Regions from separate parts of the Mus musculus genome. Here all the other regions are linked to region 4. A link is a contact called in public Hi-C and promoter capture Hi-C data. All regions are on one chromosome and are shown on one strand. Each heading gives the region's core, a stretch centred on a gene start, on an enhancer-like site or on the middle of the called end of the contact. The rest is flanking DNA. Distances are from core to core; before and after follow the strand shown. Region 1 holds the start of Snhg12 (small nucleolar RNA host gene 12). Region 2 holds the start of Fuca1 (fucosidase, alpha-L- 1, tissue). Region 3 holds the start of Cnr2 (cannabinoid receptor 2 (macrophage)). Region 4 holds the start of Sh3bgrl3 (SH3 domain binding glutamic acid-rich protein-like 3). Region 5 holds the start of Lypla2 (lysophospholipase 2). Region 6 holds the start of Clic4 (chloride intracellular channel 4 (mitochondrial)).

The links. Promoter capture Hi-C pulls out the DNA fragments that hold promoters and counts their contacts. A called contact is a pair of places that touch in the nucleus more often than the background predicts. Capture Hi-C pulls out chosen DNA fragments and counts their contacts.
Region 1: a contact with region 4 is called in a promoter capture Hi-C map of liver, with 2.2 times the contacts expected there. The contact joins the promoter of Snhg12 here to the promoter of Sh3bgrl3 in region 4. A contact is called at or near these places in 1 of 39 promoter capture datasets (cranial neural crest) and 1 of 9 other capture datasets (liver).
Region 2: a promoter capture Hi-C map of pre-B cells shows a contact between it and region 4. The contact joins the promoter of Fuca1 here to the promoter of Sh3bgrl3 in region 4. A contact is called at or near these places in 2 of 39 promoter capture datasets (liver and pre-B cells).
Region 3: a promoter capture Hi-C map of pre-B cells shows a contact between it and region 4, with 3 times the contacts expected there. The contact joins the promoter of Cnr2 here to the promoter of Sh3bgrl3 in region 4. A contact is called at or near these places in 1 of 39 promoter capture datasets (pre-B cells) and 1 of 9 other capture datasets (liver).
Region 5: a contact with region 4 is called in a promoter capture Hi-C map of liver, with 2.4 times the contacts expected there. The contact joins the promoter of Lypla2 here to the promoter of Sh3bgrl3 in region 4. A contact is called at or near these places in 2 of 39 promoter capture datasets (hippocampal neurons and liver) and 1 of 484 Hi-C or Micro-C datasets (B cells).
Region 6: a Hi-C map of B cells shows a contact between it and region 4, with 8 read pairs. The contact joins the promoter of Clic4 here to the promoter of Sh3bgrl3 in region 4. A contact is called at or near these places in 2 of 39 promoter capture datasets (liver and pre-B cells) and 1 of 484 Hi-C or Micro-C datasets (B cells).

Annotation. Positions count from the first base shown.
Region 1 is chr4:132,305,563-132,310,461 of GRCm38.p6, reverse strand. Snhg12 (small nucleolar RNA host gene 12) reads right to left here and starts at 1,784. Exons shown (of 5, transcript NR_029468.1): 1 at 1,555-1,784; 2 at 559-624; 3 at 247-311; 4 at 1-11. It overlaps Snora16a (small nucleolar RNA, H/ACA box 16A), which reads right to left and starts at 997; the gene lies at 862-997. Snora44 (small nucleolar RNA, H/ACA box 44) reads right to left here and starts at 509; the gene lies at 393-509. Snora61 (small nucleolar RNA, H/ACA box 61) reads right to left here and starts at 155; the gene lies at 94-155.
Region 2 is chr4:135,918,235-135,922,693 of GRCm38.p6, reverse strand. Fuca1 (fucosidase, alpha-L- 1, tissue) reads right to left here and starts at 1,968. Exons shown (of 8, transcript NM_024243.4): 1 at 1,544-1,968. The coding sequence starts at 1,890. It overlaps Cnr2 (cannabinoid receptor 2 (macrophage)), which reads right to left. Exons shown (of 2, transcript NM_009924.4): 2 at 2,475-4,459.
Region 3 is chr4:135,892,486-135,897,198 of GRCm38.p6, reverse strand. It overlaps Cnr2 (cannabinoid receptor 2 (macrophage)), which reads right to left and starts at 2,010. Exons shown (of 2, transcript NM_009924.4): 1 at 1,580-2,010.
Region 4 is chr4:134,126,963-134,131,421 of GRCm38.p6, reverse strand. It overlaps Sh3bgrl3 (SH3 domain binding glutamic acid-rich protein-like 3), which reads left to right and starts at 2,689. Exons shown (of 3, transcript NM_080559.2): 1 at 2,689-2,806; 2 at 3,337-3,504; 3 at 3,616-4,016. The coding sequence starts at 2,759. The coding sequence ends at 3,681. It overlaps Cep85 (centrosomal protein 85), which reads left to right. Exons shown (of 14, transcript NM_144527.3): 14 at 1-1,564. The coding sequence ends at 143.
Region 5 is chr4:135,970,597-135,975,042 of GRCm38.p6, reverse strand. Lypla2 (lysophospholipase 2) reads left to right here and starts at 2,449. Exons shown (of 10, transcript NM_011942.1): 1 at 2,449-2,525; 2 at 4,078-4,183; 3 at 4,404-4,435. The coding sequence starts at 4,106.
Region 6 is chr4:135,269,555-135,274,287 of GRCm38.p6, reverse strand. Clic4 (chloride intracellular channel 4 (mitochondrial)) reads left to right here and starts at 1,528. Exons shown (of 6, transcript NM_013885.2): 1 at 1,528-1,770. The coding sequence starts at 1,699.

The DNA.
Region 1 (4,899 bases), core at 535-3,034, 1.8 Mb after region 4:
GTTACATGGCCCTTAAAAAAAAAAAACCATGAAAGTAAGCCATTACTCAGCAATACTGATCAGTTCTCAAGTTTTCCCACTTCAAAGCCCAGGCATGTCTGAGTCTGGCCTGCTGCTCTACAGCAGACTGCATCGCTGTGAGGCCAGCTTCAGGGTGCTCTTCCTCCTTAACGACCACCAAGACCAGCGTCAAGATCCGATGGGAAAGGGAAACCGGAGGGTCAGGCTGTCTTAGCCAGCAATTACCTTAGTGTTAGGAGCCTGACAGGCCGTCTTCTCAGACTCTTCCAAGAAATAAGCTCAAGTGTAACCTGCAGAAGAAACATTTGTTGTAAATACCACAGAACAATAGCCTCACAGGTAGAGGGCGCTCAACTTGAGGCCTGATATACATATATAGGAAAGATGAGTGGCAGCTGCAGGCACTGTGCTGACCTGAGCTGTCAAAGTCTCTCCATTACTCTGGCATGCAGTTGGAGATCCCATGGCTACAGGCAGCCACAGCCCTTGGAAACATGCCTCAGGTCTCCCCGGGTAGTGCAACTAAACGGAGCTTACCAGACCCTTCTGCTGTATCGTTGTCCATTATCTTCTGGTCTCCCTCCTCACAATCTTCATCAACAGCTAAGATGAATGGCAACAGAATTAGCCACAATAATCTTGTTCCATATTCCCAGTCATTACCTTATAGGGACTGTGACAGTGACCAAGGCATTGTTTATTTACCAATAGATGATCAATACAGGCCTGAATTGTAAATCAGATTGAGCTCACTCACCGGTCTACCTCCTATCCCCTCCCACCCCCCCCAGGAATAAAAGCCTAAAGATTGCTACATACTCCAGAGAAATAGTAAGGTGAAGCTGTCATTTTCCACAATGTTGCAGATCAGTTACAGGAAACAGAACTGCGACCGTCAAGGAAAATTCTTTCTCTGGGCCACCTTTTTGACCACAGCAGCTATGTAGAAGCTGCTGCAGCTTCGATAAGGGCCACAGACAGCGATAGCAATTGCTAGACCTCAAACCCACAAGCCACATGCCTCACCACTGCCTACTAGAGAGACGCCTGAAAAGGCAATCCTGTGGGCTCCGATGGCTCCTAGTTCAATACGTGAAGCTTTAGACATTGGGATAGGTTCCTGACTATAACCCAAAGCAGTCTCAAATTAATGACCCTACCGCCTACAAACGCTTTTTAACGCGCTGTGGACATCAGGTTTAGCTGAATAAAATGGCGGCTTTTTGCAATCAGAAAGCGAGAAAGCCGAGGTTGTATAATCCTTGCCCAACTCTGTAGGGCCCATTATCCTGACTTTTTTTTTTTTAAGGCTTTAATACTATGGTTGACATAGCGATCGCCTAGCACGTGGTAGGACCCAAATTCCACCCAACATAGGAGCGAGGTTAATCACAAAAAGGTCGCTCGGAGGTAATGGTCACAGGCCCTTCCATTGGCGTCATCCTAATAAGGTTACTGCACCCAAGCACGTAATCCAGTAAAGGCACAAATGCTCTTACCAGATCCCGTCACCCCCAAGCCTACAACACTCACGGGTCAAAAGGCGTGGGGCCCTGAGTTATCACTGCGCATGTGGCCATAACCCGTGCTTCCTTGGACCAGACGGAAAAATCCGGTCCCTTCCCGGCAGGCTCGGTATCTCACGAATCATCCGGAGAGGCGGACGGAGCTGGTGGGCTGGGAAGATGGGGGGCGGGCAACGTTGGGTAGAAGTACAAGGCGCCATAACGAAAACAGACAGGGACCGCGGATGAAGCGAGAAAGGACTGAGAACGGCCTGCACCAGGATTATATACTCTCGCGCCCTCTACTGAGTCTGCGTCATCCACCTGACGCACGGCGCCTCTGGGAAATGTAGTTCTTAGCAAAGCCGGGTTCCTGCTCCTTGTCTGGCCCTGATAGTGGTTTCGACCCAGGCCAGAGCGCTCAACTCAAATCTCTGACCAACTGCCATCACTATGGATTAAGTTCCCGGGCGACTTTGAATTACACCGATCTTAGAAAGGGTTTTCCACATTTGGATGTGCTTAATAAAGAGATTTTGCAAATTAAAAAAAGAGAAGAAAAAAAAAAATGGAGTTTTCCCCCGGAGCATCCCGGGATGGCCTAGAGGGTAACAGCATGCTGGCAGATCTTCTTAAAGAATGACCCTCAGAAGCCAGGCGTGGGGGCGCACGCATTTAATCCCAACACTCGGGAGGCAGAGGCAGGCAGATTTCTGAGTTCGAGGCCAGCCTGTTCTACAAAGTGAGGTCCAGGACAGCCAGGGCTACCCAGAGAAACCCTGTCTCAAAAAACCAAAATTTTGTTCTTCTTTTTTTCTTTTCTTTTCAAAGATTTATTTATTTATTTGATGTATATATGAGTACACTGTCACTGTCTTCAGACACACCAGAAGAGGGCATTAGATCCAATTACAGGTGGTTATGAGCCACCATGTGGTTGCTGGGATTTGAACTCAGGACCTTTGGAAAAGCAGCCAGTGCTCTTAACTGCTGAGCCATCTCTCCAGCCCACCTTTTTTTTTTTTTTTTCTATTTTATTTTCTTTGATAGGGGAATATAGTTTATTTGGCTTATAATTCCAGATTGCAGTCCTTCATGACAGGAAAGTCACGGTCGGGGGTCCGGGGGGATGGCTAGCAGGTTGTATCACGTCTACAGTTTAAAGTAGAGAGGTGACATTTTCTTTTCTTTTTTTGTTTTGTTTTGGTTTGGTTTTGGTTTTACAACACAGGGTTTCTCTGTAGAGCTCTAGCTGTCCTGGAACTCACTTTGTAGGCCAGGCTGGCCTCAAACTCAGAAATCCTCCTGCCTCTGCCTCCCGGGTGCTGGGATTAAAGCCATGCACCACCACACCCGGTAACATTTTCTTTTTTTTTTTATTTTTTGTTTTTATTTTACACAGCATCTCACTAGTTTGTCCAGGCAGACCTCAGCCTCTCAAGTAGCTGGAATTACAAGCATCCTTCCAGGTCCAATTTCTTTCCTTCCCCAATGTTAGGAAGGGTGTCACTGGACTTACCACATGCTGCTCCCAAGCTATTCCCCTTAGCTCCTACATACACCTGAAAAAATAGGTTTCCAGGCAGGAGAGATGGCTCAGCAGTTAAGAGCACTGACTGCTCTTACAAAGGTCCTGAGTTCAGTTCCCAGCAACCACATGGTGCCTCACAACCATCTGCAATGTGTCTAAAGACAACTACAATGTACTCATAAAATAAATAAATAAATAAATAAATAAATAAATAAATCTTTTTTTTTTTTTTTAATTTAAGAAAAAATAGGTTTCAGGCTGGAGAGGTGCCTCAGAGGTTAAAAGCATTTGCTGTGCAAACATGAAGACCACAATTTGGATCCTACCACCCCTTCTCCCCTCCCCCAGCAAGCTGGGAGTGGTAGTTTAGGGAGCTTGTTTTTTTGAGACAGGGTTTCACTATACAGACCACGCTGGCCTTGAACTGCCTCTTCCTCCTGAGTGCTTGGATTAAAGACATGCACCATACTGCCTTGCCTTGCCTTTTTTAAAAAGGATTTTATTTATTTATTATATATATATGAGTACACTGTAGCTGTACAGATGGTTGTGAGCCTTCATGTGGTTGCTGGGAATTGAACTCAGGACTTCTGCTCACTCCGGTCCACTCCCTCCAGCCCTGCTGGCTCTGGCCCAAAGATTTAATTATTACATGTAAGTACACTGTAGCTGTCTTCAGACACACCAAACGGGGGCGTCAGATCTCATTACGGATGGTTGTGAGTCGCCATGTGGTTGCTGAGACTTGAACTCAGGACCTTTGGAAGAGCAGTCATTACTCTTAACCGCTGAGCCATCTCTCCAGCCCTTTCCTTGCTTTTGTTTAAGACTTGGTTTCTCGGGCTGGTGAGATGGCTCAGCGGGTAAGAGCACCCGACTGCTCTTCCGAAGGTCAGGAGTTCAAATCCCAGCAACCACATGGTGGCTCACAACCATCCGTAACGAGATCTGATGCCCTCTTCTGGAGTGTCTGAAGACAGCTACAGTGTACTTACAAATAATAAATAAATAAATCTTAAAAAAAAAAAAAAAAAAAAAAAAAAGACTTGGTTTCTCATTTGCCTGAAGTTTGCCCATGGAGTAAGAGAATGTCCAGCGATTGCCTGTCTCCTCCTCCCAGGGCTGAGGTTGCTGACATCCTCTTGGCTTTATTACGGGTCTTCTCAGGATGGCACTCATGTCCTCAGGCCAGTGTGGCAAGCACTTTACCAGCTGAGCTATTTACTGCTTTAGCCCAAGTACGTGTTTCCTTCCTTGTCTTCCTCATTAGAATGAGAGCTCCCCAAGAGCAGGAACCCCTCCTCTGTCTGCTCCATGCTCTGTGCGTACTTGTATATAACAGATGGAACGGAACAGATGGTGATGCACGCCTGAAATCCCAGCACTTGGGAGGCAGAAGCAGGCGGATTTCTGAGTTCAAGGCCAGCCTGGTCTACAGAGTAACAGGACAGCCAGGGCTGCACAGAGAAACCCTCTCTCGGAAAAAAAAAAACCAAACCAAAACAAAAAAACCAAAACAAAAAGATGGAACGGAGCTGCGGGTGGTGGCGCACGCCTTTAATCCCAGCACTCGGACCAAAAAAGCAAAAAGAGATGGAACGGACCAGTGAGAGGGCTCAGCAGGTCACGCACGACTCTGAAAAATTGAGTTCAATGCCCAGAACCCACACAAAAGGTAGGGATAGCTGACTCCACAGTTGTCCACTGGCCTCCACATGATGATTGGGGGGGTGTGGGGGGGGTGTGAATGAAACTTGCCTGCAGTTGCATAACCAGTAAGTGGCCCTTGAACCACAACTCAAAATCTCCTGGATGGAAATGTGCAGACCTTTGCTGCTGAGG
Region 2 (4,459 bases), core at 719-3,218, 1.8 Mb before region 4:
AACCCTTCTGGAAATAAGTGATGAACCTGTGTCAACCCTGTGCCCCAATCTATTGGCAAGAGCAAAAAGCAGACACAAGCACCTGCTCGTTTTCTTTTTTTTTTAATATTTGTTTATTTATATTACTTATATGTATGAGTACATCATAGCTGTCTTCAGACACACCAGAAAGAGGGCATCAAATCCCATTACAGATGGTTGTTGTGAGCCACCATGTGGTTGCTGGGAATTGAACTCAGGACCTTTGGAAGAACAGTCAGTGCTCTTAACCGCTGAGCCATTTCTCCAGCCCCCATCTGCTTGTTTTCTTAACCAAGATTGTGAAACTGCCTGTCATTTAAGGTGACAAAGGCTCAAATATCTAGGACTGAAAAAAAAAATGTGTTGAGATAATCAGTCCATTCAATATATCACTTACTTTTATAGGAAAAGATAGCATGTTACATGAGATTTTACCACTAGCTGGTGTAGGGGCCCCTGAACTTCATCAGTCCTTCCTGCAATACATCTCTTTCCCCTTTCAAAAAGTCCTTCTGAAATATAAAATCCCTTCCCACTCAACAAGCAAATAACCACGCCCTCTGGGTATGGCTTGCAGAGCCTGGGCACACCTGTCCCATGAGCTTTCTGGAGCTTTCACTTCCAGATCATAGACCTGCAGTCTAGGACACCAGGCTCCTTCCTCTCCTTCCTCTCTCTGGGCTAGTTACCTCGTCCATTAAACAGGAAGTCTGGAAAAAGGCTGGAGTTCAACTTTGTAAATTACGGCTCTCAAGATGGCAAGATGACAGATTTCTGTTCCCTCAGGCCTTTTACTTGGCGAAAATACTAAGTGCCAGCTATACACAGCCTTTCCCTTCGGGGGAGAAAACCTAACGTCCCGAGGGAATAAAAAGTCGGAGTTTGGCAGAAAATCAATGAAGAGAGCGGAGGACTACACTAAGCCAGGAGCGGGAGGCTGCCCTCACAGTGGCCAAATCCCGCGTCCAAAGTCAGCCAATATTTTCTCTGGCTTAGAGGGCTCTCAAAACGCACTTCCTCTGCAGGGCTTTGCCCAAACAACCCCCTTCCTCCTCTGAGTTCTACTATAAGCAAGTGAGAAGTGAGGGAGACCCCAACAAAGAGCAACCCCAAACTTCCATCCTTCCTTCTTCCTTTAGAGGCACAGGGCTACAAGGAAGTCAGGCGGCGCTTTTTTATAAGCTTCCACGGACGGACGCTACCCGTAGCCTAAGGGGACTGGTCAGATCTACAACTCAGGGCCACCGACGGGAATCTGGGCTGTGTTCTGGACCTTTCAAACGAGACACCGATGTAGCCTGATTCTAGTCTCTCTCCGCACAGGTGTACCACCCAGTGCTTTCCCGCCTTAATTTTATTTTATTTTATTTTATTTATTTATTTTTTTAACTGATCCTCAGCTGGATTCTCGTCTTTAGCGTCCTTCCTCCGAGATGCAGAACGTAGGGTCCTGGACCTTCCGAGGTCAGGCAGCGCCGGCTATGGCCTGCCTGCTCCCGCCTCGCGCCCGTCCCGCACTCACTTGGCCCCGGCAGCCTGAAAGAGTTCGGCCCACTGATCCGGGTGGAAGAAGCGCGCTGTGAACTGCGGTGCGAAGTCGGCGTAGCTGAAGCCGGGCGGGTAGTTTTCTGTCATGAAGCGCTGGTAGGCCGGCATCCGATCGCCCTGCCAGTGCCACCAGAACCATTCACTGCCCCAGGCGGGCACCGAGAACACCCCCCAGTGCACGAACACCCCGAACTTGGCCTCATCGAACCAGCTCGGCAGTGGCCGCGAGTCCAAGCTCTGCCAGTCCGGAGTGAAGCGGCGCGGAGCCAGGGCCACTGCCTGGGCCGCAGCCACTAGCAGCAGCAGCAGCAGCAGCAGCATCCCAGAGTCCACAGCCCACCACTCAAGTTCAGCTCCTACATCCTTGCTTCCGGGCCCGCACCGCCCCCCTCTTAACACGCAAGCGCCGGCGAGTAGCCCCGCCTCTCAGAGTAACGATTGGCTTGGAAGGAGAGGGGGTGGGGTCAGGCTTGCGGCTCTGGAGCGCCCTCTGGCATTGGAAGGGAGAAAGACTTAAGGCGGCGTTGCTGGTTCTGCTCTATTGAATTTAAATTCCGTAGACTCGCCTAAGGATTTAATTGCCGGATTCCCCGCAAGTGAGAAAGACCCAAGGTGTGGGGAAAACTGGGAGAAGTCCACGTTGTTGCACCAATCTTCAGGGGAAGGCTGAAGCCAGGTCGTTTTATTTAGTGACTATTTAGGAGCCGCGGGTTCTCTGTGCTATACCTCCAGCCAGCAGGTGGAGTTTAGCAGATTGGAGAGTTGCCGAAGAGATTGAGAAATAACAAGGTTAGAAGGAGCTTTATGCGGAGGGAGAGAAATGGCTGCTGAAAGATTAAGGGCAGACGTGGTTATTTTAGTCTATCTTTTGTCCGTTGAACTTAACAAGAACTCCGAGGAACTTAAACATTTTTTTAAAAAAAGATTTATTTACTTATTTTATGTATATGAGTACACCATCGCTCTCTTCAAACATACCAGAAGAGGGCATCAGATTCCATTACAGATGGTTGTGAGCCACCATGTGGTTGCTGGGAATTGAACTCAGGACCTCTGGAAAAGCAGTCTGTGCTCTTAACCACTAAGCCATCTCTCCAGCCCTAGACATTTTAATTTAATTTAGAATTGTAACTTAAATTTATTTTGAGGTAAGGGGGTCTCAACTAGCTCAGGCTGGCTTCGAACTTACAGCTACAGTAACTTTGCATTCCTGATCTTCCTGCTTGTACCTCAGGAGTGCTGGGATTACAGGTAGGGGATGGCACTGCCATTCCTGGTTTTAGGTAGTACTGACCTTTGAACCCAGAGATTTGCTCTTGCAGATGCAGCACTCTACTGACTGAGCTACACCTCAAAAACTTTGAGGGTCTCTCAGAGAGCTTAGTTAGCATCTAACTGAAGAAAACCTGACTCAGGAGTACAACACTTGCTTGGTACACCGGAAGGCCGGAGCTTCAGTCTGGCACCGCTAAACAAGCATGCCTGACCCACACACAGGGGACCACTGAGGCATGAGGGACCAGAAAAATTGAGAGCCAAGAGAACCCTCTTGCCCTGGGAAAATCTCTAAAACTCATATGGCCAGTCACCCAATTCCTCTACAGTCAGCACACGCCCAATGGTATATGGTGTGTGCCCATAACTTCAGGAAGTATGGGAGCCAGAAGTCACATGGTCCATATGGCACAAAGGTCTCCATGGTTGCAGAGATAACCACAGCATGTTAGAGCAATGAGAGGTTTTAATGGCCCTGGAGAGCATTGTTTTCCCCACCATTCCCAATTTACCGAGAAGGAAACCAAAGCAAGGTAAAGGGCGGGGGTTGATCAAGACCACATAAGTGTGGACCAAAGCTGGTGCAGGAATTCACAGCTGTGGAAACTGTATTCCCTCCTCCTCTGTCAGGCACCTTGGAGAGATCGGCTTATGTTGACAGAACCAAGCACTTCCTCCTTTGAGGAGTAATAAGGAAACACCGTGTCTTTTCTGTCTCTTCCTCCCCCAAGTTGATGTTGAAATACAGTCTAAATCACTAAGCGTGGGCGAATCGACTTCTTCCCCTGATCCTCCCAAACAGCGATTAGAATTTGCAGCAGCTTTTGATGCACAGAACTTGTCTTGGGAAGAATAAAATGAGACGCCGTTGACCTTCACAGAGAAAACAAACTGTCACCTTGCAGAAGCTTAGGAGAGGCTGTAGAGCCGAGTGGACCTCCTTGCTTTATTAGGGAGGCTGATTTTTCTTTGCACTGGACACCACCCTGTTAGTTCCTTTGGGCAATGGGGAAGTCCTGTCTGCGGGCCGGATCTTCTAAAAGCAAAAGTATTAAATGTTTAAGAGTTTTCCTTTCACTGTGTCTGTGGTCCCCAGTGCCACCTACCCCTCCTACCACCAGCAGCGCCTTGAACCTCCATCTGTTGGGACTGCAACCTTTACTGAAGGGCAAAGGCAGGCACCCAGAGACACAGCGTGGGGCTGTGGACCTAGGATGCCTGGTTTGCAGCAGGAAGTCTTCCCTCCCAACTCCTTCTGCTTATCCTTCAGGACCAGAGTGTGGAAGAGGCCAGTGGGGCTGAGTCAAGCATCACTGGGAACAGCCTAGGACCCAAAGAATCTGTGTGAATATCTTGCTTTGTACTGAAGCTAGGCAAGACTGGGATAGTGCTGTGTGAGACACAGCAAAATGTCACAAGGAATAGAGTTCTCTGAAGACTTTGTACCTCCAGTGAACCCAGCTTCCTCTGCGCCCCTAAGGACCTAAGGTCATAATGGCTTTCAAGGCTTATCAGGATGTCGGGAGGGCCCTTTCCCAACAACAGGATACCCTGAGCTGACAGCTCCTGACGCTGTCTGAAGGATGTAAGCGAACATCCTTGGTCCTTAGGGCAT
Region 3 (4,713 bases), core at 761-3,260, 1.8 Mb before region 4:
ACCATGGCACATCTCTCTTGAGACCGATTTCTATCCTAGGGAAGGAAGTGGTACCTCCTTTTCATATTTCTAGTCCACAGCATGGGCAGAGGGGACAAGGCCAAACTCTCCACCAAAGCTATTCACGGAGCCCCAGTGCCGTTGTCTCTCCCTAACCAGTGTCACCTGGCTGAGCCCTGACCACAAGCCTGAGGGTGGCGTTCTCAGACCTGCGCTGCCCCAGAAGGAAAAGCTGAGGGCCAGAGAAGTGGAGTTATTTGTGCCAAGCCATAGAATGTTAAGAGTTAGGATTAAACAGGAGCCTCCGCCCCAGGACTCCCACCTTGACATCTGTCTTCCCTCAATAAGAGTGACTTCCAAGGAAGCAGAGCCCGGGTCTCACAGTCTAGTACCTGTCGTCGTATCTGACAGCCAATCATTTCACTGCACCTCAATTTTTTTTCCTTCTATAAAACACAGGCTTCAAGCCGAGCGTGGAGGCACACGCCTTTAATCCCAGCACTCGGGAGGCAGAAGCAGGCGGATTTCTGAGTTCGAGGCCAGCCTGGTCTACAAAGTGAGTGCCAGGACAGCTAGGACTACACAGAGAGACCCTGTCTTGAAAAACCAAAACCAAACAACAAACAAACAAACAAAACCCCACAGGCTTCAGATTGCCCAGGTGAGTCCCAAGGCTTTAGTCTTCTGGAGTCCTTTTCAAACCCCCACCTGCTATGGATGGCCCAGTAGAGTAGACCAGGACGCCAAAATACTCATATTCAAGCCAATATTCTCAAGAGATGCCCCTGGGACTTCAGGGGAGTAGCACGCAGCCTCCCTCTGCCGAGTGTGGGGTAGGGTAGCATTTAACCACAGAGGTTGACTTGTGAGCAGCCAATAAAGGAAACCTTGAAAGGGCCTTGGAGCAGAGCCCAACCCACAGAGAAGATCTGTGTGGCGTGGAATTCTGTTCCCTGGGCTTGTGTGGCCCTTTCTTTCCAACAGCTTCGATTATCTACAGGAGGCCTTCAAAAAATCGTGCCTGTACCAGTCCCTGTGTGTGGGGTCATTAGACCCTCCCCTGACGTTCCAACACTCCATCCCTCCCTCCTGCTTCACCCCTGCAAACCGTCCTGTCTGCTGCTTGGAGGTGGACTGTCAACTAATGGGGACACCAGCGATGTCACTAGCTTTGAGCACTTGTCACCATGCTGGGGTAGGCTTTTTGATGATACAATTGCCCAAGCCACCCATGTCCCTACAGACAACACCAATAAGTTTGTCCCATTCACTAAGCTGGACTGGAAGCAAATTTTCTTTGGCCTAGAGTGGCTATCTGTTTCAGGGGTAAATAGAAATAGACTCCCCCAAAAAGGCCACCTAAGTTTTGGGGGTTTATTACTGTGAAGAAAGGCAAGGAAAATTCTATCTCAGGAGAACCAGTCTTGAGCTATGACCCATGTTCCCAGTCCGACATCCATCCCCCTGCCTCAGACAGTTCCCTTTTACTTAGCGAAGAGTTAGGGAAGAGTTGAGGTTAGAACATAGGCTTTCTGGAGCGAGGAGTCTGAAGTAAAACAACAAAGGAAGTTACACTCACTGTCATTTGTCAGCCGCTGGGCCCCAGGGTCTTGTGGAGCCTTGTCCTGGCTATTCTGTATCCAGATCTGGAGACCCAGCAGGGACCCCCACGTAGGTCCCAAGAGCTGCAGCTCCAGCCTGGGGTTTCTTGCTCTCACACTTTCGCAGATGAGTGAATGAGAGGAGGTCTGGTGCAGATAAGTGAGTGAGAGGAGATCTGGCCTTCCGTACCGGTTACCACTTCCCCTCTGGGTCCTCAGTGCCACAGTGTTCTTGCCCTGCGGTTGAATTCTCTCTTCCTAGGAACTCTGGCCAGGGGAGGGCATAGGCATAGACCTTAGACTCCAGAAACTTGGGTTCTAATCTGGCCCCGGGTGTATGCTGTCCTGCAACTCACTTGACCTCTGTAAAGTTTACATCCTTTTGTCTGTGACATGTGCCAGGCTATGTGTGTGCCTCATGCCTCCTCCCTCTCGCCCAGAGCTTTGAGATGCAAATGCCTGCAGGTGTTGGCAGATGACATGAATGAACGCTGCTGGCTCCTGGTTCTGCTCCATTCTGTGACTGTGACAAAAGCAAGTTCAGAAGCTGGGCATGATGACACACACCTTTAGTTCCAGCACTCGGGAGGCAGAGGCAGTTCAAGGCCAGCTTGGTCTACATAGCAAATTCTAGGACATTCAGGGCTACAAATAGAGACCCTGCCTCAAAAATCACAAAGCAGAAAATCAAAAGTGTGTGTGTGTGTGTGTTTATTTCAGCTTGCAGGTGACAGTTTCTTATTGAGAGAGACATCAAGGCAGGAACCCAAGCAGGTACCTGAAGCTAGGCTTGTTTGCTATTTGTGGTGGTTTGAATATGCTTGGCTGTAAGAGTTGCCTTGGTCATGGTGTCTCTTCATAGCAACGAAACCCTAGCTAAGACACCATTCCACACAGCATTACCTCTAACAGAGGAATTTGCTATGAAGACATAGCAAGAACTGTGGAGGGGGCCAGTTGCTGGCTCAGTTGAATGCCAGCTTGTATCCTCCTAGATCTACCTTGAGTTTTGCTGCAAGGTCTCTCACTGGAACCCAGGATTCACCCGCAAGGCTAGGCTGGCTGTCTCCATCTACCCAGTGTTGGGATTATAGTATTCTTCACCATGCCTGGTATGTGCACACAAGCATGTGTGCATGTGCCTGTGGATGCTCGTGTGTGCACGTGTGCATGTGAGTGTGCATGTGTGTGCATGCATGTACATATAGGCATGTGAGTGAGTGTTTTGCCTGCATGTGTGTATGCACACCACATGTGTGCCTGGTGCCCTCAATGATCAGAAGAGGCTTCGGATCTCCTGGGTCTGGGGTTTCAGGCAATTGCAAGCAGCTATGTGGGTGCTGGGAATTGAACCTGGGTCCTGTGGAAGAGCAGCCAGTGCTCTTAACCACTGAATCACCTTTCCCTTTTAAAGCTGGGTTCCAGGGGATTGACCTCAGGGCCCCATGCTTGCAGAGTAAGAACTCTGCAGATTGGTCTCATCCCATCCCAGGAAGTGTGTTTTCTCCTTTTCCTTCCTTCCTTCCTTCCTTCCTTCCTTCCTTCCTTCCTTCCTTCCTTCCTTCCGTCTTTCTTTCTTTCTTTCTTTCTTTCTTTCTTTCTTTCTTTCTTTCTTTCTTTCTCTCCTTCTCTCTCTCTCTTTTTCTTTTTTCTTTTTGGTATTTCAAGACAAGGTTTCTCTGTAGCCCTGGCTGTCCTGGAACTCACTCTGTAGACCAGGCTGGCCTCAAACTGAGAAATCTGCCTGCCTCTGCCTCCCAAGTGCTGGGATTAAAGGTGTGTGCCACCACTACCTGGCTTAGGAAGTATGTTTCTAATGTCCAGTTCTAGAACATACTCTGGTATTGTATCTTCCTCATACATTTTTACAGCTATCATTAGGTAAAATGTTTAAGTGGAATCTTATGACCATCACATGAAGTCTTCTCTATAGGAGGGATGATCAGGGCTTCTTCAGGAGGGAGATTTTTATGCTGTGGGTAATGTTGCTAGATTCAGCATGTGAGAATACAGCAGAAATGTTTGAGGGCTAGAGAGATGGCTCAGTGGTTAAGAGCACTGACTGCTCTTCTGAAGGTCCTGAGTTCAAATCCCAGCAACTACATGGTGGCTCACAACCATCTGTAATGAAATCTGATGCCCTCTTCTGGTGTGTCTGAAGACAGCTACAATATACTTAGATATAATAATTAAGTCTTTAAACAAAAAAAGAGAAATGTTTGAGATATGTATGTACTAAGAGTTATTCAGGGCTAGGGATGTAGCTCTGTGGTAGAGTACTTGCCCAGCAGGTGAGCAGCCCTTAGCTTCCATCTCTAGGCCTGGAACAAACTTTTTCCTTTTTTGTTACAGTGAACAGTTAACAGGGTGTTAGGGTGTTAATTAGGTGATTTGTGAGACAGCCCTATGCAGGGTGTGTGTGTGTGTGTGTGTGTGTGGTTTTGGTTTTCACACCAGCAGGAGGTATTCTCCTGACATCTAGTGGGTAGCCTCCAAGAATGCAGCTAATGCGGCTAAGCATTACACAACTGTGGAGGCTGAGGACCCTGCTCTTGTCCCGGATCTGACGTGTTCGGAGCAGACCTACTGCTGCAGGGAGGGGCTGCTGTGATAAGGAGAGCCTTTGGGGGAGGGCAGCTCTTGCTTCTCTCCCAAGAAAGAGTAATTGCCATCAAGAAACAGGGAGAGAGTTCAGGTCCTCCAAAATGAGAGTAAAGGCCAGAAAGGCAAGGCGAGGCCCTCTTGCAGCCTGTGCTTGACCTGTGTAGAGTCATAGAAGCAACTGGAGGTGGCAGGGGTGACCTGGGAAAGATGGAGCTAATGCTCAGAATTCTCACTCCCAGACATCTGGCTCTGAGGAAGCCGCCATGGGAAAGAGAAATGGCATGTCCCCCAACACCTGGCTCTGTCTGCGGCTCAGGGTGTGTGATGGTGGCTAGAGGCATGCACACATGAGGGAGGGAGGGAAGGAAACATTACAAGAACCAGGGAAAAGAAGTATGCAGAATTGAGTTCTCTCTTTTAAAAGTTATGTACTTTATTATTGAAGTGTGTTTATTGTCTTTAATAACTTATTATTTGTATTTTTATATACACTGGTGTTTTGCCTGCA
Region 4 (4,459 bases), core at 1,440-3,939:
CGCAGCTAGATCTACAAAAGCCAGATGTGATCAGGAGGAAACTAGAAGAGGTTCAACAGCTGCGCCATGACATTGAGGACTTAAGGACCAGCCTGTCAGACAGATATGCCCAGGACATGGGAGAAAACTGTGCCACACAGTGAGGAGTGCCAGGGAGGACTTAGGCTGCTGCTGCCTCGCCAGAAGGTTCCTTCCCTGAGAGTTCTGCCTTCAGCTGCTGCACCCAGAGGGGAGAGCCTGTATCTTGTCCCAGGGTTGTGAGAAGCCTGCCTGTTTTGCTGTTCTCTGGCTTTGCCTTATTGGGTTATGTTTTGCTTGTTATCTTAATTCACTCTTAAAGACTGAGTTACTAATTAACCTTTTTGCAGATTTCAACTGATAAAGTCCTCACAAGTTGTTCCCAGCTCTAACCTGGCATGAGAAGCAAACAGGCTGCTGGCCTCCCCTCCATCCTCCAGGACGGATCCATGTTCATTCCTATCCATACCTTGGTCCTACTGATGCTCTTTTAAGAGAGGCCTAAAGGGTAAAGTAGGAGTAGCAACCTTTTAAGAATTCTCAGGCCCCTTGTATCAGTCTTCTGAGAACTCAGCTGGCTTTCTGGGTTTTCTCAGGTACCTGTTTCCTCAGGGCTGTTGTTCCCACAGAGGCCTCAGGGTTATCCACCTCTCAGCAGAGCCCCTACTATGATCACTGACTTGGGGACCATGGCAGGGCTCCTCGGCCTGCCTGCTGGGCCATCTTTTACAGGAAACTCTTCCTAGCTACCCATTGTCTGTCCCTAGAACCTTGGGCATGTGGGCATGTGCTTGGGTCCGCTATGTCGTCTAGGAGTACAGACTCCTCTGTGGTTGCCTCGTGGTTCCCGGGTTGGACATGAGTTTCCCCCGTAAGAGCACAGGGTGGCTGTGGCTGCTCAGTCCTTCCTAAGGCTGGGCGCTGTCGCTGTCCTCTGAACTGTGCCTCTCATTTGGGGTTAGGAGGGTTCCCTTTTCCTGCTCTAACCTTGACAGTTCGGAGCACCTAAGATAAAAAAAAAGTGTTGAGTGTTTTCTGGTGTTTTGTGTTTCTCTAAGGCCTTTGAGCCTTAGCTTTCTGGTTTTTCTTGCCTCCCAATTTAGGGATCGTCTCAGTTGTATCTGGTTATTTGGCCAGCCCTCAACCTCCTCTAGTTTGGATCCAAGGGCCCTGTATGTATGAGGAGTAAAGTAGTTGTGGGGGTGCAGACAGGACTTCTGCTAAGCCTTGGGGCTGTTAACAGCACCATGGACCTCCAGGGCCTGAGGGGCCGCTTTGCCAGTGTTTTAACAAGTTTATGTTTTCTTATGGAGTGGCTTACCTTTCAGAGTAATCACACCCAGCTGACCATCCCCTCAGCCTCCGGGCTGCTGCCTCCTTAAAACAGAGCTTCCTGGTTGGTTTCCACCCTGTTATCGGGAGCCCAGCCTCCATGCTCACGGGTATTTTTCTTCGTAAAGTTTATAAAGTTATTTATATGACTCTTTGTTAAGTCGACTGGTTTGTATTGCCTATTTTGATTACAGAATAAAACATTTAACAAACACTCCGGTTTCCTAGTGCCTCCCAGCGTCCCCTGCCAGCCTGCCTGTGACTCTTTTGAAGTGAGTTTAGGCAGATCCAGTGTGGAGGCTCAGTCTTCCCACTTCTGCTCTGGGTGGCGACAGATTAGTCTCTGCCCACACTCCTGTGTTGCAGAGAGCAACCGCCGCCAGTTGTCACTACAAAGTTGCACACCTCTCAGAGGTCAGCAGCTTCTGGGTTTCTGTGGCTTTGAGGAAATGACTTCCCCAGAAGCAGACAGGCAGTTTGCCTCAGCAGGCAGCAGAATTGTGTTGTTCCTGCGCCATTATTTATGTAGCCCCAGGTCTACTCTTGGGGCCTATAGTGAACCTGACAGAGCTTGATCCACAGTTGGAATGGGTGCTGGACTCTCTTCCATCTCATTAGCTGAATTCTTAAAGTTCAAAGATGTGGGGTGTCATTTGCAATGTAAAGGTAGAGTTAAGTTGGGATCACCCCAAAAATAGCTGTGCCAAGGGCCAGTGCAAGCCAGGTTAAGTCGGGGCACCAGCCTTTGACTCCGCACACTAGCACGCTCGCTGTCCCGCAGCCTACTTCCTCCCCCTGGCTCCTGAAGGGTGTGAGCCGCTCCCCCACCCCCTCGCTTACAGCCACCACCCCTTTCTTGTCTGAGCCTGTTTGAGTGGAGAGGTGCTTTAGAGAAAATGTCCTGGCTGCACTGGCCCTCCCCGCCCTCCAGCGCCCCACCACAGCTTTCCCCCCGGCCCTTGCTGTCTAAGCTTGCGAACTGACCCGCCTTCCAAAGTTCCATACTGAGCTGTGCTATTAAGAGACCGGGAGACCTGGGTGGCACTGCTTTGGCCACTGAATGTACACAACCCGGGTAGACTGGGGAAAGCTTTTAACTGAACCGGTCCGCCTGCCTTCCCAGCTTTTTCTGCCTTTTAGCCGGTCCCCAGCATGGGGCTGAGGGGGAAGTGGGGGAGCCAAGTAGCTGCAGAGGACAGGGGTCCTCCCGGCTCCAGGCCACGGAGCAGGGCGGGGTCATGCAGGCCCCGCCTTACCCGCCTGCGCAGCTCATTGGTCCCGAGAGCAGTGACTCGCGGGCGGAGCAGGAAGGAAACCGCTCCCAAGCGCGGCGGCGGCAGCGTAGTTCCTAGCCGTGCAGCTGCCGCTCCCACCGTCCCTCAGTTGGTCTGTGTCCCCCGCCTGCAGCATGAGTGGCCTGCGCGTCTACAGCACGTCGGTCACCGGCTCCCGAGAAGTAAGTGTGTGCCTGGGCCGGCGCCCGGAGAGGGTGGGCCGTCTCTGTGCTCCGACCAGCGCCCGGGAGCCGCCCCCACGATGGAAGCAGTGAGGTGCGGGGTATGGCCTCCCAGGTCTGGTCCAAGGGCTGGGCCCAGCCTGAACCCCCGCACCAAGGGCCCCTCGGCATCCCCAGCGTGAGCTGCCCACGCTCATTCCCCCAGTATAGGGCCATCCATTCTCTTGCACCAACCCCCGACCGCTTTAATCCCGCTTCCTCTCCACTGTGCGGCTGTGGAGGAGGAGATGTGTCTTGTAGAGAGGGCCTGCCCCTCGCCGAGTCTAGCTTCCCTGTCATGCACAGAACTTGCCCGTCTTCTTTCTGAAACTCTAGTAGTTTACCTGTCTATCCTTGGACCCTTCCCATCCCTTAGTGGCCAGAACCTCCCCTCAGAGTGGGCAGGATAGAAGCTGTTGCTCACACCCGAAGGAATTCCTCCCACAAATCCTTCAGCTTGCCTGCCAACCCTGTCAATCCTCCGCCCCTAGATCAAGTCCCAGCAGAGTGAGGTGACCCGCATCCTAGATGGGAAGAGGATCCAATACCAGCTAGTGGACATCTCCCAGGACAACGCCCTTCGAGATGAGATGCGAACCTTGGCTGGCAACCCCAAAGCTACCCCACCTCAGATTGTCAACGGGAACCACTACTGTGGGGTATGGGGTTTGGGTTCTGGGAGGTGTTGGAGGACTGCAGCCAGGGTCAGACCTGGGCAAACAACTGGGGTGCCCTGCACCTCGACTCAGGTGACTGCCTCCCTTCCTCAGGACTATGAACTCTTCGTGGAGGCCGTGGAGCAGGACACACTGCAGGAGTTCCTGAAGCTGGCCTGAGTCAGGATGGCCACCGATCCTATCCAGCTAGCTCTTCACCAGGCCTTGTAACCAACTCCTTGTCGTCCTAATCTGCAAACCCAGACCCAGACCCTTTCCGCAGCCGCCTCCTCTTCCTCCAGAGGCAACATTCCTTATTCACCAACTAGTCTCAAAAGATTGTCTTAAGCCCTGACGATGGCTGTCCCCAGCCACACCTTGGGGCATCCTCTCTGCCTGGCCCTGTCTGATGAGCATTTCTGTTGCTTCCATCAGCCAGAGCTCTGCCAAAGGCCCCGCATCCCCATCCTAGGAGTGCCCTAGAGACAATTAAATGTCCATTCCTCTGGTGCTGACTGCTTGTGGTGTCCGGGTCCCTGCCTGGCAGAGGCAGATAGTTCTGGTGGTGTTTGGACTGTCCCAGGGCTGCCGCTGCGTGTGCGTGTGCATGTGTGTATGTGTGTGGAACACATGGCTGGCTGGCAGCACATGACCATGATGGCTGAGTCACCCTGTTTCCCATGTAGGTTCTGCTGTCTGCCTGCCTGCCTGCCTGAGGGTGGCTGCCCCCGGGCTGCCTCCCGTGTTGGAGCTGACTGATTCAGTGTAGGGGGGTGATGGGGGCGTGTACAGCTGCAGCAGTATTAGATTGGGTCCATGGGGGTAGTTGTGGCACTGGTTTTGTGCACACTCTGGAGAAAGTATCCATGTGAGCTTGTGGATCTACATGCATCTGGTTGTCTTCAGAGGCCTCGCCCCCATTGAGGCTCCCCTGACCCAGCTGAGACAGAGAATGTCA
Region 5 (4,446 bases), core at 1,200-3,699, 1.8 Mb before region 4:
AAGAGCCCCAGCAGCTGAAAGCATCCAAGACCCCACTGTTTCTGAAAGCAGGAAGAGCTGGTGAGGGAGCAAGTGCTGCGTCTGGCCCTGGAGAACTCTGAAGAACACCCATCCTTGTCCGGAGGATCCTGCCGCTTTCTCTCAATCTGGAGAAACGGGCTTTGGTTGTTAGGAATCGAGGTTCTGAGGTACACTAGAATGTGAACAGTGCTCTGTGCCCTCAGACTCGCTCCAACCTGCTTTTCAGAAAATCCTCCAGACTAGAAGGGCTGCTGGTGAGGGTGTAGCTCTGGGACAGTGCTTGCCTAGAATGTGTGTGGCCCTGGAATGGGTTTCTAGCATCCAGAGAAGGGGCTGGAGAGATGGCGCAGTGGTAAAGAGCACCGGTTGCTCTTCCAGAGGTCCTGAGTTCAAATCCCAGCAACCACATGGTGGCTCACAGCCATCTGTAATGAGATCTGATGCCCTCTTCTGGTGTGTCTGCAGACAGCAACAGTGTACTTAAATATAAATAAATCTAAGGCCCTGTGGGTAAAGTGTTTGCTGCTCAAGCCTGACAAGAATTCCCAGAATCAGGCTGAGAAGCCACAGGACACTGCACATGTCTGTGATCGCAGTGAGCTAGGCAGACAGGACATTGCCCTCAAGCCCTCGGGCCAGCTTGGCTGGAGTACACAATACAACAGCAAACCAGAGACTGCCTCAATAACCGAGTGCTGGGCGTGGTGGTCCACACCTTTATTCCTAGTCCTTGAGTGGCAGAGTTGGTACATCTCTGTATGCTGAAGGCCAGTCTGGTCTATGTAGCCAGCTCTGAGGACTGATGTCTTGAGTTCGTACTCTGACGTGTGCTCAAAACATGGATGCATGTCATTCACACGCAACACCCAACACATTACAATACTAGCTCATTTGTTCCACTAGCTCATTTGTAGCTCACAGGTAGCTCCTGGAACTGAGCCTGAAGATTGGAAGCGTCACTTGCCACTGTGGCTCATGTGAAGAAAGTACAGGGGCTGTATTCATCCACGGACCAACCCAGCAGGGTTCTGCAGGCACTGGGGCTGGTTAGCTGTGTTGCTTTCTTCTCGGTTTTTATTCCTCTTTCTTTTGTGATATCCGTTTCTAGGTCTTTGGCTTGCTGTGGTCCCTTGATCTCCATATTCTAAGCACCATCCCATGACCTGAATACAAGAACAAGCTGCTTCTCTGTCAGGAGGGAGGTGTTTTTGTTGATTGCCCAAGCTTGTATTGCTTTGGGTTCGCAGGGTGGGAAAAAAACAAAACCAAACAAAAAAACTAGTGTAGGTTAATCTGGAAGTCCTCTGCAGCTGAGGGGACCCCTGTGACTCATTTCCTGTTTTCTGGTCCCTAAAGGTTCTCTACAATTCAGTCCTTCAATTCAGCTTGTCTCTCAGCCTGGACTCCAAGTCCAATTTTCACTTTACCAGTGTGACTCAGTGGTGACCAAATGAAGCCCTTTTGTTCTTAGCTCACAGCTGGTGGCATTTTGTGCAGCCTGCAAGGCATCACTTGTCAAGGACAGTGCCGAGCCAACCCTGCCAGTGTGTCAGTATCCTGATACGGCCTACGGACTTTCCCAGGGTCCTTCTTCAAGTGGGTAAGGCCTCTCACACTGTGATTTTAGTGTTCAAAGCAAGTTTACGTGGCCTCCTTGAAGCTTAACAGCAAAGTGATGAAATAGCAGGTGGTTATTATCATTTTATAGCTGAGGAAGCCGGTCAGGAAAGAGAGATCACAGTGTAATCTTGAGGTCGATATATATTTACTTCCTTCCCCAAGCCTTAGCTTCCTCATCTTTAAAGATAAGAGTGGAGGACGGGGTGAACTCAGGTCTTTTCAGGTCAGGGTGTATAATGCTACAGCTTGAGAAACAGTATGGAGGGTAAACAAGAAGCAAGACGAATAAAGAGACAAATCTAAAGTACGACAGGAGACGTGTGGCTAAAAGCATTCACCAGTTTTGAGAGGGAAGCCAATCTCTGAGACTTCACAGAGTTCCACTAAAGTAACCATTTCACTACCTAAGCATACGATACTGCGCACTGGAGACCTAAGCAGTGAACTGTATCTTAATGAAACAAGACAGTGGGGAACATCCAAGACCACACCTGGAAGTGCACCCTGCTCCACGGGGATGGGAAGACGGCTAACTTTATGCTAAACAATACTGAGGAATGCCTCTCCTCCAGGACGCAGGTCCACCAGGAGGGCTTAGCTGGTAGGACATCTGGGAATCCAGTGCCATGTCCAGACGCTGTAGGTGGCAGCGTCGCATCACAGGGAGTGGTCCCACTGTGGGCAACATGGCAGCTTCTACCTGGAAAGCCGGACTCGCTTCCGGGTTCCGTACTGCTGGCCGGGCTACTTCCGGCAGCAGGATGGCTGGGTTCCCGGGACTGGAACGGAAGTTCCGGCGGGGGCGGCCGAGGGGGAAGAGTGTGTGCCTGTGCGGGAGAAAGGGGAGAATCGCCCGAACGGTCTCGGAAGCCACTGGGAGTGAGGTATCCAGGCGTTCGCTCAGCGAGGCTGCGAGGGTCCCGGGGTGGCGGTGGGGAGTGGCCGGAGGGCGCTGTCCAGTCCCGGGACGGCCGGGCCAGGGGCTGCGCGCGTGGCGGGAGAGCGGCTGCGCGCTGGGCAGTGGGAGACCCCATTGTGGGGCGGAGGCTTTCCAGGGTCAATGCCCCTTTGTGGGCAGGTGCGAGCCGTGGGGCAAGGCAGCAAATGCCACCGTAGGGATGTGATGACCCTGGCTCAGAACCCAAGTTCCCACTGTGGAGAATGGGAGACGACGGTCATCCTTTGGAGAGTGGGAGCCGGGTGGAGTGGGAGTCCCCAGAGCTTAGAAGGAAGGGGATCCTAGCTTAGGGTGTCAGGTGCATTCCCTGTGGAAAGAGGAACCCCAGAGTCAGAGGTGTGGAAAGATGCTATGTGATCATCCTACCGTGAGGAGGGGCAGTCAGGGTCAGAGCTGGAAGGTGGGAGCCAGCGGGAGGGCGGGGCGCCCTTAAGACACTTCAGAGGCAGGTAGCACAAGCTTCCGGAGTTTGGAGGATGCTAAGGATGGGGAGGGGCCAGGCAGCCTGATATTCTTTTGTGTTGGGAGTCCCAACACCTGTTCATTTGGGGACCCGTTTGGAGTCAGTGACAGCAGCAACAGCAGGTAGCCTTGTGGAACTGGGAAAGCTTAGAGCACCAGTTTTTGGTAGAAGATGGCAGAAAGGAGTTTGGCTCTCATGGGACATGGGTGGCTTCCAGAGGCCTCGGGAATTTCTTACTGAGCCAGACAGCTGAGAAGACTGGATAGGGGCTGGATAGGAGGGGAGGAGAGGGAAGATGGATAAGATGGGATGTGGGTGGGACTGAAAGCCTGTTTCCAGCGGTTTTCCTCCAGCTCTCTCTAGGGGCAGGACTCAGGGAAGGGGAATTCCAGGAAAGGGACACCTGAGACCTTGGAAAGATGCAGTTAGCCTTCGGAGACATAGGGGGAAGGCTACAGGGACCACCCTGCCTTCCCTTGCCCCTACACTTCCAACCCCTAAACCCAGTGCCAGCCCACCTGTACCATGCTTAGGCTTTGGGATTGGGTCAGAAACCAGGCGTGCCAGTTCTAGACCAAGTTCTCCTTCTCAGCCTTGGGATGGAGACTTCTTTCTTTCCTTTCTTCCTTCCTTCCTTTCTTTCTTTCTTTTTTTAATTATTTGGTTTTATGCACTTTGGTGTTGTGTCTGCATGTATGGCTGTATGAGGATGTCAGATCCCCTGGAACTGGAGTTACAGACAGTTGCGAGCTGCCATGTGGGTGCTGGGAATTGAACCCTGGTTCTCTGGAAGAGCAGCCAAGGCTCTTAACCGCTGAACCATCTCTCTCCGGTTCCCTGGGGCCAACTTTCTACCCCTCTGCCTGAGATTTCTTTCTGCCTTTACTTTCTCTCTGCTCAGAATCAAACCCCTGTTACTGCCCAAGGCTGAAGGCCTCCGGGCGGGCTTCTTAAACCAGGAAGGCTTCTCTCCCCTGGCTTTGCTTCTAATCTACGACTACCTTCTCTTGTGTAGGCCCAGCCTGCAGGAAGCCCTGCAGTGTATGTGTGGTAACACCATGTCTGTGCCCCTGCTCACCGACGCAGCCACCGTGTCTGGAGCTGAGCGGGAAACGGCCGCGGTAAGGGGCCAGCCAGGTGGTGGGTGACGGCTGGCTTTGGGCAATGTGGGAAACATGGAGGAGGCTATATGAGAAGGGTTTAGCCTGAAGCTAGAAGGGTTAATCATCTGTTGGCTCCCACCCCGGATCCTCTGGGTCTGAGGGGCTGGGGGAGTGGTAAGCTGGAGTGGGAGGTCTAAGGGGGACCTGCCTGTCTCATTTCTGACTGTTTTTTTCCCAGGTTATTTTTTTACATGGACTTGGAGACACAGGGTGAGTGAGCT
Region 6 (4,733 bases), core at 279-2,778, 1.1 Mb before region 4:
CTGGTGTGTGTGTGTGTGTGTGTGTGTGTGTGTGTGATGGCATTCTGTAGAAGTCAGAGGTAAGCTTTCTGGAGTTGGTTTTCTCCTTCTACCTTTAGATGGCCCCAACATCACATCCAGGTTGGAAGTCTTGCAAGGCAAACGCTTTTACCTGCTGAATCATCTTGACTGCCATTATTATTATTATTATTATTATTATTATTATTATTATTTTGAGGTAGTCTTGCAATATACCCAGACTGTCCTCAAACTCTCAGCCCTCCTGCCTGAGCCATCACCTGAGAGCCACGTATATGTCACCAAATCAGGCCGAGGTTTAGGGTGTTTAAGGCCACTGCCAAACTGTGAACTTAAAACAGCCTTACTCCGGAGCATTGATGGATCTAATTGCTGGGGCACAGCATCCTTCTCACAGAATCTAGCAACTTGGAGATGGGGTTGAGTGAGGATAAAGTAGTTGCAGGTTGCACTGCATTTTTACACATCATTCCAATTTGTTGAAGCACTCTGATCCACACTAGGCACAGAGGATGTGAGATAACCATGACACCCCGCTTCCATCCCCCAATTTAGCCTTTCTAATCAACTCACTCATCACCCTAGCCTGGGAGGTACCACAGAATGAGCAGATTAAGGAAAACCAGAAGGCAAATTTCCCAAAGGTGACATTCACTGACGGCAATTCCGCAGTAGACCGCGTGTCTCAGGCCCCTGTCCTCAGGGTGTAAAGTACTCGCCCCTGCGCGCTGAGTGGCACTCAGGTGACTCATTAAACTTCTCCAGGTGAACGGAAGACAGGAATCGGTCCAGGTGGGGCAAAACAGCACGGATAACGTTTTCAGAGTCAGGCGCTGCCTCAAGCACTGGGGTTGTGCTGGAGCGGGACGCTGTCCCACCGTTTTGGCCTAATTCAGAGCCCGGGACACAGGACGACTTTACAAGAACTTTTGAGTATCTTGATTTCAAATAGAGAAGGATCACGAAAGGAGATCCGCGGTCAGAAGGATTAAAAAGTTCTTAAGGACATGAAAACTTTCGCAAAAGTTTTCCAGGAAAAGGCGGCCGCGCCTAACAGAAGTAGCCGAGGAGGCCGCCGCCCCGGGAACCGGAGGGGACGATGAGTCCCTGCGGCTGCAGCGGGGGAGAGGGCGCGAGGCGGGCCGCCGCATGAGGTCACTTGGCACCCAACCAGCAGCAGCTGCGCCGCGGAGAGAGGCGGTGTCAGGCTCCGGCTCCAGGGACCTTCCCCGCCCACCCCCTGAGGGGCGTGGCTTCGGGGGGACCTCCCGGCCAATCCGCGCTGCCCAGCCTAGGCCGCGCCCCCAGCGCCCTCCAGGCTCCCTAGTGGTCGGTCCGTGGAAGCTAGAGCGCTCCGCTGTCTTCCTCGCCTGAGGCCACGCCCCCAGCTGTGGCCCGCCCATTTCCCCCCCACCCCTGCAGGATCCTGGCCACTGCTCCGCCCACGCCCCGCCCATAGGGCTCCGCCCAGCGGTTTGAAGCGGCCGGGACCGCAACCCCCTCAGAGTCGCGCGCGAGGCGTGAGGCGGTGCTGAGGATCTGAGGCCACGGGCAGCCAGACGCCGGGACTGTCCAGCGAACGAGCAAGCCAGCGAGTGAGCGAGCGGCGGGAACCCGCAGCCACAGCAGCCCCGGAGCCACAGCCGCAGCCGCCGTCCGCGGAGCCCAGCCCAACCGGCCATGGCGCTGTCGATGCCCCTGAACGGGCTGAAGGAGGAGGACAAAGAGCCCCTCATCGAGCTCTTCGTCAAGGTGAGCGCTCACCGTCCCGAGCGACGCGGGCTGACGTCCCCGCACCCCGAAGCGCCCCCACGCGGCATCCCCGCAGCCCGAGGCGGCGCCGTACCTCCCGCGCTCATTCCCATTGTCTGGGCTCCGCGCCTTCCCGCCTCGCAGCGGGACCTTGGCGGACCCTGCGGGCGCGGCGACAGGGAGGCGACTCCGCAGGGCGGGACGCGCCTCAGCTGCGCCGCGTGGGTACTGTCACCCTCCTCGCCGTGTCCGACCCCACCCCGCCGCGAGCCCCAGCCTCGGGCCGCGGGGCTGATAGCTCACCCAACTTACTGGAACGCTAGCGCCTGGCCCGGGTGAAACTGAAACTTTAACTTTGATACAATGTTAAATAAAGTAAAGGGGAGGAGGGACCCGGGAGCCGTAAACCCAGCAGTTGGGAAAAGTGGTCTAGGGAAGATCCCGAGTTCAGAGCCAGCCTTGGCTGCTTAGTAAACCCAGGGCAAGCCTGGGATAGGAGGGACCCTCATCCCAGCCCTCCTCCCGCATGGGGGAGGGGAGAATTTTTTTAATGCGGGCGTGGTGACTCGGCTATGACCCAGCAGTAGAGGCTTGAGGAGTCCCTCGAGTTCGAGGCCAGCCTGGGTTACAAATGTGAGCCTCCGGACACACACCCAAAACCCAGGCAACTAACTGCAAAGAAGAAGAAAAAAAAAAAAAAAGGAAAAGAAAAGAAAAAGCGAAAAGAAGGGTGGATGCCCCAAGGCTTCCGGAAAATACAGAGATTCCCGACTTGGGTTTTCCTGTCCGGTGTTTTACCACCATCTGGTTTTCTTGTTTCTCTAGCGCGCCTGTTTTCACATGATGCAACCTTTTGGCCGCTTTCGTTTGCTGTTGCCACCTCGGCAGGCAAGCCCGTTTGGTTTGAAAGAAAACCTGAATTCTCCGCTCTCTCGGGCTTAAAAAGGTTCATTCCTCTCGCCCTCCTCAGTTTGTAAACCCTGGAGCTGCCTTCTTCGCCTAGAAACGCTTCTCTGACTGCTCTCCGCGCCTCTCCCTTTTGGGGCGTAGCGAAGGAGGGAAAAGTTAACGCAACAAACATCTGGGTCCCCTGCTTTACTGAGCCTCCTTGGAAACCCTGACGTTCGTTCTGTTAGCCACTAAATATCCAGGCTTAGGTCGAAACTGGCAACACTAGAAGTCCAACAGGCATCCAGTACTAAAGTCTGCCCTTTCTTAGTTTTAATTTGAAAGAGCGGAAATTATCGAAGGATGTGTTCCAGAGATGGAAGGCAGAAATCTGCAGGGTGGTAACAATGTTTGCCTTAGTGTTTTCTGTTAGTTGCTGGTTTTAGAACTTTTTTTTTTTTTTGGTCTAGAGCATCGGCTCTCAACTGGGGGTCAAGACCCCTTTGAAAGATCAAACGGCCTTTTTACAGGGGTCACCTAAGACTATTGGAAAATGCAGACAATTTCATTACAATTCATAGCAGTAGCAAAGTTACAGTTATGAAGTAGCACCAAAAATAATTTTACTGTTGGGGGTCAGCACAACATGAAGAACTGCATTAAACTGTCGCAGCATTAGGAAAGAAAAGGCTTAGGGCTCTCAAAATATCACAATGTCTGCGACTGGAGGTGGCAGACAATACTTTTGAGGAACCTGAAGAAATGGGGAGAGGGTCGTGGAAAACAGCACAAAGAAGGGAAGACGCTAGGCTAGAGATAGCGACGGGACATAATGGTTTCCCTCTTCTTGTGAGAACAGGGTCTTACTCTGTATCCTGTGCTGTCTTGGAACTCATAATGCAGTCCAGGCGGCCTCAGGCTGGGATTATAGGTGTGAAACATCACGTCCGGCAGGAAGGAGCTTTGATAAACTAAACAAAGCCAAAGAAAGCCCCCAAACCGACTCTGAAAGTGTAGATGCTAGTCTGAAGAACAGTGCTTAATGGTAAAACCTTAGAGGTGCTAAACAACTTGGAATTCTAAACTGAGTCTTTTGGAAGGCAGAGGCAGGCAGACCTCTGAGCTGGAGGCCAGCTTTGTCTACATAGTGAGTTCCAAGCTAGCCAGGGCTGCATAGAAAACCCAGTCTCAAAATCAACCGCAAACACAACAATCACACAGATACTAACACTTTATAGCTTCTGCTCAGCGTGCTTTGGGAGGCCCTGGCCAATAAATGATGGCAAGAGAAATGTTTAAAAACTAGGGAAGGGATTGGAGATGTAGCGCAGTGGTAGCATGCCTAGCATGGGCAAGGCCCCATGTGTGACCTTTCAGCAACACAGACACACTGTCTCTCTTGGAAGGGATGTGACAGATGCCTTCTGCCCTGCTCAGTGTTGACTTAATACTTCCATAAGGAGATGGGTGGGGTGCCTTTTCCCAAAGCTGAGTCACTGGCATACCCCTTCCCAGTGGTCCATATTTGTAGTTGGAACCACTGAATTTACAGGCCTTGGAGGTCAGAGGTCAGCCATAGAGTTCTGTGCCCATTGGCTGGGCTGTCCTGGGCCATTTGTTTTCTCTTGAGCTTTTTTTTTGTCTGTGAAATGCTCTTTACCCTTCTGTGCTTCAGTGTAGGCCAATTGTACGCTGATACAGACCCAGTTGGTTGTTTGAAAGGAGAAAGGAAAGGAGAAGGTGGCAAAGGCTGGCGGTTTCGTTTTAAACCCTGACGTGGGAAATGCACCTGGGGAAGACACTCTATAAATAGAGTTAGTTTTGAAAGCCATGAGGGGCGGAAACTGGTTGTCCAGGGTGGTAGCCTAAACAGTGTTAGTGTTTCACCAAGTATCCTGAGTTGGTAGCTGAGAACTTTGTTGGCGTTTTTTTACTTTGGGACATAGGATCTTAGTCTGGACTGAAATAGCTCTGGAGCTCACACCAGTCTCAAACTCATGGCCTCAGCCACCCTAGTGCTGGCTTTATAGATGTGAATCACCACTATGTGGCTGAAAACTTTCTGTGGTTTAAAA